Regions from separate parts of the Sus scrofa genome. Here all the other regions are linked to region 1. A link is a contact called in public HiChIP or PLAC-seq data. All regions are on one chromosome and are shown on one strand. Each heading gives the region's core, a stretch centred on a gene start, on an enhancer-like site or on the middle of the called end of the contact. The rest is flanking DNA. Distances are from core to core; before and after follow the strand shown.

Evidence for each region. HiChIP or PLAC-seq counts read pairs in DNA pulled down with a chosen protein or histone mark.
Region 2: a contact with region 1 is called in an H3K27ac HiChIP or PLAC-seq map of alveolar macrophages. The contact joins the promoter of RPSA here to the promoter of SLC25A38 in region 1. A contact is called at or near these places in 1 of 5 promoter capture datasets (liver), 7 of 47 Hi-C or Micro-C datasets (adipocytes, alveolar macrophages, embryonic fibroblasts and 3 more) and 2 of 2 datasets of contacts at active chromatin or transcription factors (alveolar macrophages and skeletal muscle).
Region 3: an H3K27ac HiChIP or PLAC-seq map of alveolar macrophages shows a contact between it and region 1. The contact joins the enhancer-like site here to the promoter of SLC25A38 in region 1. A contact is called at or near these places in 1 of 5 promoter capture datasets (liver), 6 of 47 Hi-C or Micro-C datasets (alveolar macrophages, blood, embryonic fibroblasts and 1 more) and 1 of 2 datasets of contacts at active chromatin or transcription factors (alveolar macrophages).

The regions. Positions count from the first base shown.
Region 1 is chr13:24,029,248-24,031,947 of Sscrofa11.1, forward strand. SLC25A38 (solute carrier family 25 member 38) reads left to right here and starts at 1,324. Exons shown (of 7, transcript XM_003358375.2): 1 at 1,324-1,801. The coding sequence starts at 1,733.
Region 2 is chr13:24,071,265-24,073,964 of Sscrofa11.1, forward strand. RPSA (ribosomal protein SA) reads left to right here and starts at 1,287. Exons shown (of 7, transcript NM_001037146.2): 1 at 1,287-1,311.
Region 3 is chr13:23,972,857-23,975,556 of Sscrofa11.1, forward strand. All of the region lies in intron 2 of LOC110256577 (a long non-coding RNA gene), which reads left to right. Among named protein-coding and RNA genes, the nearest start is that of CX3CR1, 17 kb to the left of the region's middle. Within about 2 kb of position 1,420, at least 14 of the 83 cell types and tissues checked have an H3K27ac peak or open chromatin away from gene starts, as enhancers often do. A contact at or near this core is called in alveolar macrophages and embryonic fibroblasts, where this site is marked.

The DNA of each region.
Region 1 (2,700 bases), core at 74-2,573:
GACGGGAACTCTGCCACTAGTATAATCCTAAGTGTTCTAGTAGCCACACTAAAAAAGCAAGAGGTAAAACTAATTTTGAAAATTATTTCACCTCATTCAATACACCCAAAATGTCGTTTTGAGGTGGAATAATAACTCAGGTAGTCAGTATAGGAGTATGGGCTTCGATGCATTCTTTGATATGGCTATCGATTAACATTTACGGTTTAAGGGCTCCAGGGAGTAACATCCCCACAGACCTTGTTTACTACAGGGAGTGTACCTATGCCCAGATGGACATTAATCTCTAACCCCAAGTGACTCAGTCTATGGGAAGAGAAGGGCAAAGAAACCTTGAGCGTTATGGGACATTTCCACCCCTAAAACCCCTATTGGACAAGGACTGATATAAGTAATTGGGCAAGGCCAATGAGAGAAAACTGCATCTTTCTGGAACCCATGTTGGTAACCCCTATCTTTAAGGGATAAAAAACCCTATAGGACAATAGGAAGGGGGGACTCCTTCTCCCTCCCAGCTGTCCTGGGAGTTGTTTGCTTTCCTGTAATAAAGACTTGGCTGGCTTGCTACCTGTGTGTTAGTGAGGTTCATTCTTCCCCTCCCTTGAATAAGAACCTGGATTCAGGTAACATCTTTCCAGTATCAGTTTCATTATGTAATAATGTAAAGATTACTCAGGAGATTATTTTATCTTATTGCCATGTTTTATTTATTTACTTATTTTTGTCTTTTTGCCATTTCTTGGGCCGCTCCCACGGCATATGGAGGTTCCCAGGCTAGGGGTCGAATTGGAGCTGTAGACACCTTCGCCAGAGCCACAGCAAAGGGGGATCCGAGCCTCGTCTGTGACCTACACCACAGCTCATGCAACGCCAGATCCTTAACCCACTGAGCAAGGCCAGGGATCGAACCCACAATCTCGTGGTTCTTAGTCGGATTCGTTAACCACTGCACCACAATGGGAACTCCTCGCCATGTTTTAAAAAATCTCTTCAGCACATTTCTGAGGTGAAGTTTTCAGCGTTTAAAGGGAAATGTGGATGTGCCAAAACAAAAAACTCCTGTTTAACCGGAAAATATTCCACATTGCTTCGGTTTTTTAAAAAAGTTAATTAAAATTAAATGAAATGTAAAATTCTGGTCTTCAGTCACACTAGCCATATTTCAAGTGTTATACAGCCATAGATGGCTACTGGCAACCCTATAGGTCACAGCAGGTCTCGACCGTAGCTGTTCTCCAACCGGGCCCTCAAAAGCATACGTCGGCGCAGATGACCGACCTAGTAAGCTCTGGGCACAAGAAAGCCACAAATCCTGCAGTTTCAGATCTCTCCACCAGGTGGCACTAAAGAGCACACCCTCGCCAGCGCGTGACGCGTTTCCAACCCCGGAAGCTAAATCCAGCTGTTCTATCCAGTTCCTCCCGCTTTCTCCACCTCCCGGTCGCACCCAGGCTAATATTCTCAAGTCATCAAGTCGGCAGCAGGGCATGATGGGCAGGACAGCAGGGCCGCAGAGTCTGCGAAGCGAGTGAAGAGAGGCGCCTGGAGCACACAAGGGCAGTGGGCTCGCAGGCCGGGACCCCTGACTGGCGCAGACTACAAAGAGGCCCCCGCAGTAGAACGCGTCGCCTGGCTACCGCCATCGAGTTGTCTTCTCCAGGACCTCCAGGGTCGGACCTGAGTTCCCACGGTCGGCAACCCGGGCCCAGTACACTCGCAGGCCTCCCCTCCAATGATCCAGAAGTCACGCCCGGCGCTGCTGCAGCCTCAGGATGTTGGAGACAGAGTGGAAACTCTTATGGTAAAGTGCGAGGAAGGGAAGGCAGGGGTTCCTGCATCGTCGGCTTGGGGAGGGAAATGTGGAAGGTTGCCGAGGCTCAGCAGCCCACGGTGAACCTTTTTTTTTTTTTTTTTTTTTTTGCGCCCCAGATACACGCATAACAGGTTGGGGACCTGGCAGCAGAAATGGAGTTTGACTAAGATTAAAAGAGGGAGGGAGAAGGAAAGAAGTTGCAGTCCAACCCTTGGGACAGGCAAGCAGAGGTCTCGATACTACATTGGGTAGAGATAGGCGGAATTGCTGGGGCCTTGGGAGGTATGAGGGGAATGTGCCCGTGTGGCCCGGAATGAGGTGCGAGTGCTACAGGAAGTTGCTTTGATTTGGAAGTCTAAAGTGACAGATGGGAGGACACCTGGGTAGATATTTGGACCATTGCAAGGCCTGGTAGTAGCGCTAAGCCTAGGAAGCGGTCGGTCCTCGAGGGAGGTGGGTTCGGACTGTACCGCTCCCACAAGCTGGACGAGAGGACCCTCTGGGTATCCCCCACTTCGCGGCTTGCCTGGAGCAGTTGCTGTTTGCTTGAGCCTCCAAGCCACGCCCCTCCCATGTCTGGATTGGCTGCCATGGTCGTGTCGCGGGGCTGCTATTGGTGGGGGCGGAGGCGGGGCTGGGCAGGCGGGGCTAGGAGGAAGGTCCCGCTGAGTTACTACTCGTGGTGAAACGAGGCTTAGTTGCCGCTTGGCCTTAGGCTGGGAGCGCTGGTCTGCAGCGGCGGCGGAAGCTTTCCTCTCTGAGGTCAAGGTTATGGTCCACCTGCGCTCAGGGCAGGGCTGGAGTGTGGTTTTTTGTTTTGTTTTGTTTTGTTTTAAGCCAAGGCTGTGGTGTCTTCTCTACGTCTATATCTTTGAACACATGCTTAC
Region 2 (2,700 bases), core at 37-2,536, 42 kb after region 1:
TTGATTGATTCTTAAGACCAGGGCATACAGAGAATCTGCACCACAGCAGCGAAAGGAGTCATAGCAGTGACAGCGTGGAAACCTAAACCTGCTGCACCAGGAGGGAACTCCAGTTTTCTTTACAATAATTTAATGCCTAGGGTTTCAATTTCTCAAAATAATCGCCCTCATCCGGCAACTCCCTTTTGTACCATAGAATGTATTTCTTTTTAATTTTTAAACTTTTTTGCTTTTTAGGGCCACACCTGTGGCATATGGAAGTTCCTGGGCTAGAGGTTGAATTGCAGCAGGAGCTGCCGGCCTACATCACAGCCTCTGCAAAGCTGGGCTTAACCCAGTGAGCAAGGCCTGGAATCAAACCTGCAACCTCATGCATACTAGTTGGGTTGGTAACCACTGAACCACAATAGGAACTCATTTTATTTTTAAACCACTTTATTATTTTTTTCCTTTTTTGGCCACCAGGTGGTATATGGAGTTCTCTAGCCAGGTATCGGATCAGACATCCAGTGGCTACCTGGGTGCAGCAACGCGGGGTCCTTAACCCATCGTCCAGGACCGGGAATCAAATCTTTGTCCCAGCGCTCCCAAGATGCCCACGGACCGCACTGCACCAAAGCGGGGACTAAAGTATTTTATTTTTTTAAGGACTTTATGGTATTGGGTGGAATAAATACTAACTAATCTATTAATGGATATTATAATTTTCACTCCACAAGAAAAAAAGTATGCAAACTATTCCTGCAGTCTTGTTCTGCCCCCCCCAAACTTCCTGTAAAATAATTTTTTCCTAGGAGACTTGTTAATTTTTTATTTTATATTGGAGTATACTTGGTTTACAATGCTGTGAAGATAACTTTTTAAAAATCTGAATTACACAGTAACTTGTCCTCCAAAAAAATCAAAATGAGTTTTCCAGCTTTTGTTTACCCAAAACAAGCTTGTGTTCAACACCCCTTTGCACGTAAGGAAACTGCAGCTTACAAGAGAGACCACTCAAGTTGATAGGTACGAAAAGCTGCGAAGGAACTCGGATGCCCGACTGGCTGGTTGGCTGGTTTCCCGGACGCGTCCCTGCACACAAACCGTGCGCTCCCAGGACCCAGCCCGCGAGGGACTTCGCTGACGTCCACCGCAACGCCGCAGCCGGTCTTCCGGAGGAAGGCCCGCCCCCATGACTGCCTGCTTAGTTCGCCCTTCCGCTCGGCTCTTCGTTGTCATTGGCTGGCAGCAGACTATATAAGGACGTCATTTCCGCTTACCCTTCCTTTCCGCGCTGCCCAGACCGGGGTCCACACGGCGTTGTTCTTGGTGAGTTGTTTGTGGGTGTCCGGGCGTCCCCCAAGGCCACCAGAGCGAGCTTCTCGTTCAGAGGAGCAGTGCGGGGACCTGGGGGGAAGTTTTCAGACGGAGCGCGTCTGTCTCGGGCCGGCGCGCTCCCCTTCAGGTCGGGCGGCCTGCACGTGGCGGGACTCGGGCCCGTGTGTTCCCACAAGGCCTCGGAAGCAGACTGGGGCCTCGACCCCGGGTGCCGGTGGGCAGGATGCCTAGAGTTAGGCCTACGCAAAGCATTGTTGTCGCTTCAACATTCGGCGGTAAACCCAGAGATTTAGCCGCCGATATTCTCCAGTTTCTTGGGCTTGTCGGTTTTCCCTGTTCCCCGTTCAGGAGTTAGAATTTCTGATGCTGGACAGGCTAAATAAAAGGTCCAGGTTCTGTCCAAAAGAATTTGGACAAGGAATGCAAATTAGAAGTCACAGAAATTGTGGGGTAGACAGAAATGAAGCAGTTTATTAAGGGGCGGAGGCGAAAGTACTCCCAAAGAATGTAGGCGGCTTCCTGGGTGAGAAGCGCACGGAACGCTTTTTCTGATTAGGGGCGGAAGATGCATTGCTGGGAGCTTTGTGGTGGGTTCTTGATTGCACCTGGCTACATCATGTTCTGTTCTGTTGCTGCGTGTCTCCTGGAGCCGCTGCATGCGCTTTAAAAGCCATTTCACCTTACTATTAAAGCGCAAAATGTGGAAAATAGTAACGGCGATCACCTACAGCCTGAGTATAAGTACTGCGCAAGCTCGGCCAAGCTCTGAGTTTTATGGTTTTCTTTCTTTATGCCCTGCATTTGGCATACCATTTGTGAGCGCTTATACAAATGAGTGGGTGTTACAGTCATTGGTGGGGGGTGTGTGTGAGGGGTCATGTTCTCTTATTTTCATTCCAGCTGCACCTTCCCAAAGAAAGGGATTTTTGTCCTTATTTAGTTTTTACCTGAAATGTCATGAAGTTGTGCATAATGGAAACTTTACCGGCAAGGCTAATTTCATTGTAATGAAGGTATAATGTGCAAACTGGTTACATTCAGACCCTTGAAATTACTGTCTTTTCCCACCTTTCTTAGTTTTCCTCCAGGGCACTTATGTCTCCAAGATGTGTGGTTTCCTGTCATTCTGGAGATTGCTGCTTTTCTTTGTCTTCTAAGGGAATCCTGTTGTTTACGTGATGGATGGTTTCCTGCCATTTGGCCCTTGGCTCCCCTTTCTCTACTCACACCTAGACCACTCTTTCTAAAGAAAGATCACAGGATTTGTTGCAATTTTTTGTTTGTTTGTTTTTTGTCTTTTTGCCATTTCTTGGGCCGCTCCCGCGGCATATGGAGGTTCCCAGGCTAGGGGTCGAATCAGCTGTATCTGCCAGCCTAGGC
Region 3 (2,700 bases), core at 170-2,669, 56 kb before region 1:
TGCTGAGCCACTATAGGAACTTCTGAACCTGTTGTGTTTTAAAAATCTTTGACTCGCCCCTGAACTGTCTGCATTTTTTGCTGGAGGCCCCCATGGAAAAGCTTCTTGAATTGCTTTGAGAGTTCCTTGAATGCAGTTGTGCTCCCATCCCAAGGGTGATCTTTGGAGACCCTGCACCTGGTCCCAGGATACCCACTTAAGTGACTGTGTACAAGCCCCTGAGTCCTCGTGTTGTGAAGCAAAAGGCTTTTCCTTTAGTCTCCCAGGCCTTCCCTCAGTCTTAAAAGGCTGACTCAAGAGTTAATGATTAAGGGAGTTCCTGCTGTGGCACAGCAGAAACAAATCTGACTAGTATCCATGAGGATGTGGGTTCAGTCCCTGGCCTCGCTCAGTGGGGTCGAGGATCTGGCGTTGCTGTGAGCTGTGGTGTAGGTCGCAGACACGGCTTGGATCCCATGTGGCTGTGGCTGTGGCTGTGGCCGGCAGCTACAGCTCAGATTTGACCCCTAGCCTGGGAACTTCCATATGCTGTGGGTGCAAAAAAAAAAAAAAGTTGATGACTACGAAATACTGTAACAGCTAAAAACTAGTTAAAACAGTCTGTGTTATGTTATGCCCTGCCTTGGCCCACTAACTTCCTCTAACTGGCTTTTTACAAATGATTTCTTCCTTGCTTAAATACTTTCTTTTACTAATGATTACTTTCTAGTTGGAGTTTTATTGTGGGCCTAGTGTTTTCCTTTGAAACACCCCCTAAAGTCCCCTTCCTTTTGTGAGCAAATTTCACTGCAGGGAGAAAGTCAAGGTGTGATAACCCTAAGAACCACCAGAAACAGTCACTAGACCACCAGACTCCAGCCTTGATGACTTTGAAATAATCTATGGAGGGAGAAGAAAGCAAGCACCCTAATCCTTTTCACCAGCCCTGTTTTGTTTTTGTTTTTTGTTTTCTGTTTTCTTGGGTTTTTTTTTAGCTAAACCTATAAAACCCCTTGCTAAAGGGAGGACACAGTTTTGAAGGTGTAAGCCTGCTGTTGTTTCTGCTTTACCCAAAATTCTGTCTCTGAGACTCAATTGGTACTGGTGTACAGGAGGCTGGGTTTTGACTACAACCTGGGCTGGAAGAACAGTCGGGAGGACCTGCAGAAAGGCAGGCAGCTGGCACACAGAGGATTCCTGAAAACTGCTCATTCTTCTCTGTCTTTATTGGCAGCTGCTTTTTTCCTGACCCTCTATGTGCCAGATAATTGATTCTGAACAGTATGTTCGAGGCACATAGGCTGATGCCACATCTCACAGATGATGTCATTTGGAACCTCACTGTGATGGAAGGGCACACGCTTCCTTGTACAGTGAGTCAGAGCCATGCAACAGTTGACCAACCGTAGTTGTGGGCAGATATTTTCAAAACCGCTTTTGAGTCATTCTTTCTACCCTCCCTCTAACTGTGTGAGTAGCAGAGCTGGCTGGCTGGAGGCTGAGCCCACGCGTGCGTGCCTGCCCATTTCCTGCTCTGCATGACTTGAAGGAGGGACCAGGTCCTCTCTAGGACCTCTCCAGGCTGCACACCTAGTGCGCCTGCTCTCTGACTGACTACCCAGTTCTAGCAGATTTATGACATTCTCTTGTAGATATACTCCACAGAGCCCTGAGCTGGGACTGGGGACAAGGCATGCAGAACTTTGAATTCCACTGGAGGCTTCCCAGAGACACACCTATGCCAAACCCTGGGAGGGATGAAAGGAAAAGACAGAGGGAGAGAAATAAATAGAGAAAGAAGGAGAATTTCCAGGTAATTTAGGCAATGAGAAGGTCTAGAAGCGCCCTCCTGGTACAGAACACCTAAGACACTGGATAATTATTTTAAAACACCTTTTAAAATCAATGACCAATGTGGCAGAAAGGTAAGGGGAGTCCCCAGAGCCTAGGATGCCGATCCAGAGAGGTGAGGGGAGGTGGCACCTGAATGGCCTGGGGCACCCTGTGGTCCCTCAGGTCTGGAGCCTGGTCTTTATGGCTTAACCCCTGCCCAAGGAGGATGGAGACTAGGTCTGGGCTGGGAAGGATATGACCTCTGTCTGAGGCCCACACTGAGCCTGATTCCCCAAAGCACAGCCCTTTCAATGCCTGTTTTAACTCCTTCCCTAGAAAACAAAGGCCTAGGCAAAGCCTGTGTAGAAATGCCATATTGGGGCGTGTGATTCAAGGGAAGTGATGTTAGGAGAGAAAAAGCAATACAAAGTGGTTTATTCCTGAGCTGGCTACAGCCTCATGAGAAAGTAAGGCTGGTCCCCTGGTCATGTGGGACTTTTGCTAGGGCCCCAGGGAACTGCTGCCTCCTAGAGCATTGCCTGCAAGGACAAAAGACAAGCAGTTTAATCATCAGTTTTTCTGTCTCTTTGGTCCACATTCCCCTGGCATTCACATCCCTGCATCTGTGGGTTGTGTAACCTGAGCTCTCTGCGCAGCTGATGGGAAAGCCAGAGGCTCCATGGGTGTAGGCAGGTCAGACCTAGAAGCAGAGCTGTCATGTCCCTGGTGCTGTGGGCATGACTGGGGCTGCCCAACAGCCTTCACCTCATCCCCGGGGAAACTGAGATGCTGGCAGTACCAGGAATTGAGGCTCAGGAGGTGGAGACCTACACTTAGAATGCTGGGGACCGTATGGGCCCCCACTGGGGTGCTCTGGCTGGGAGGCAG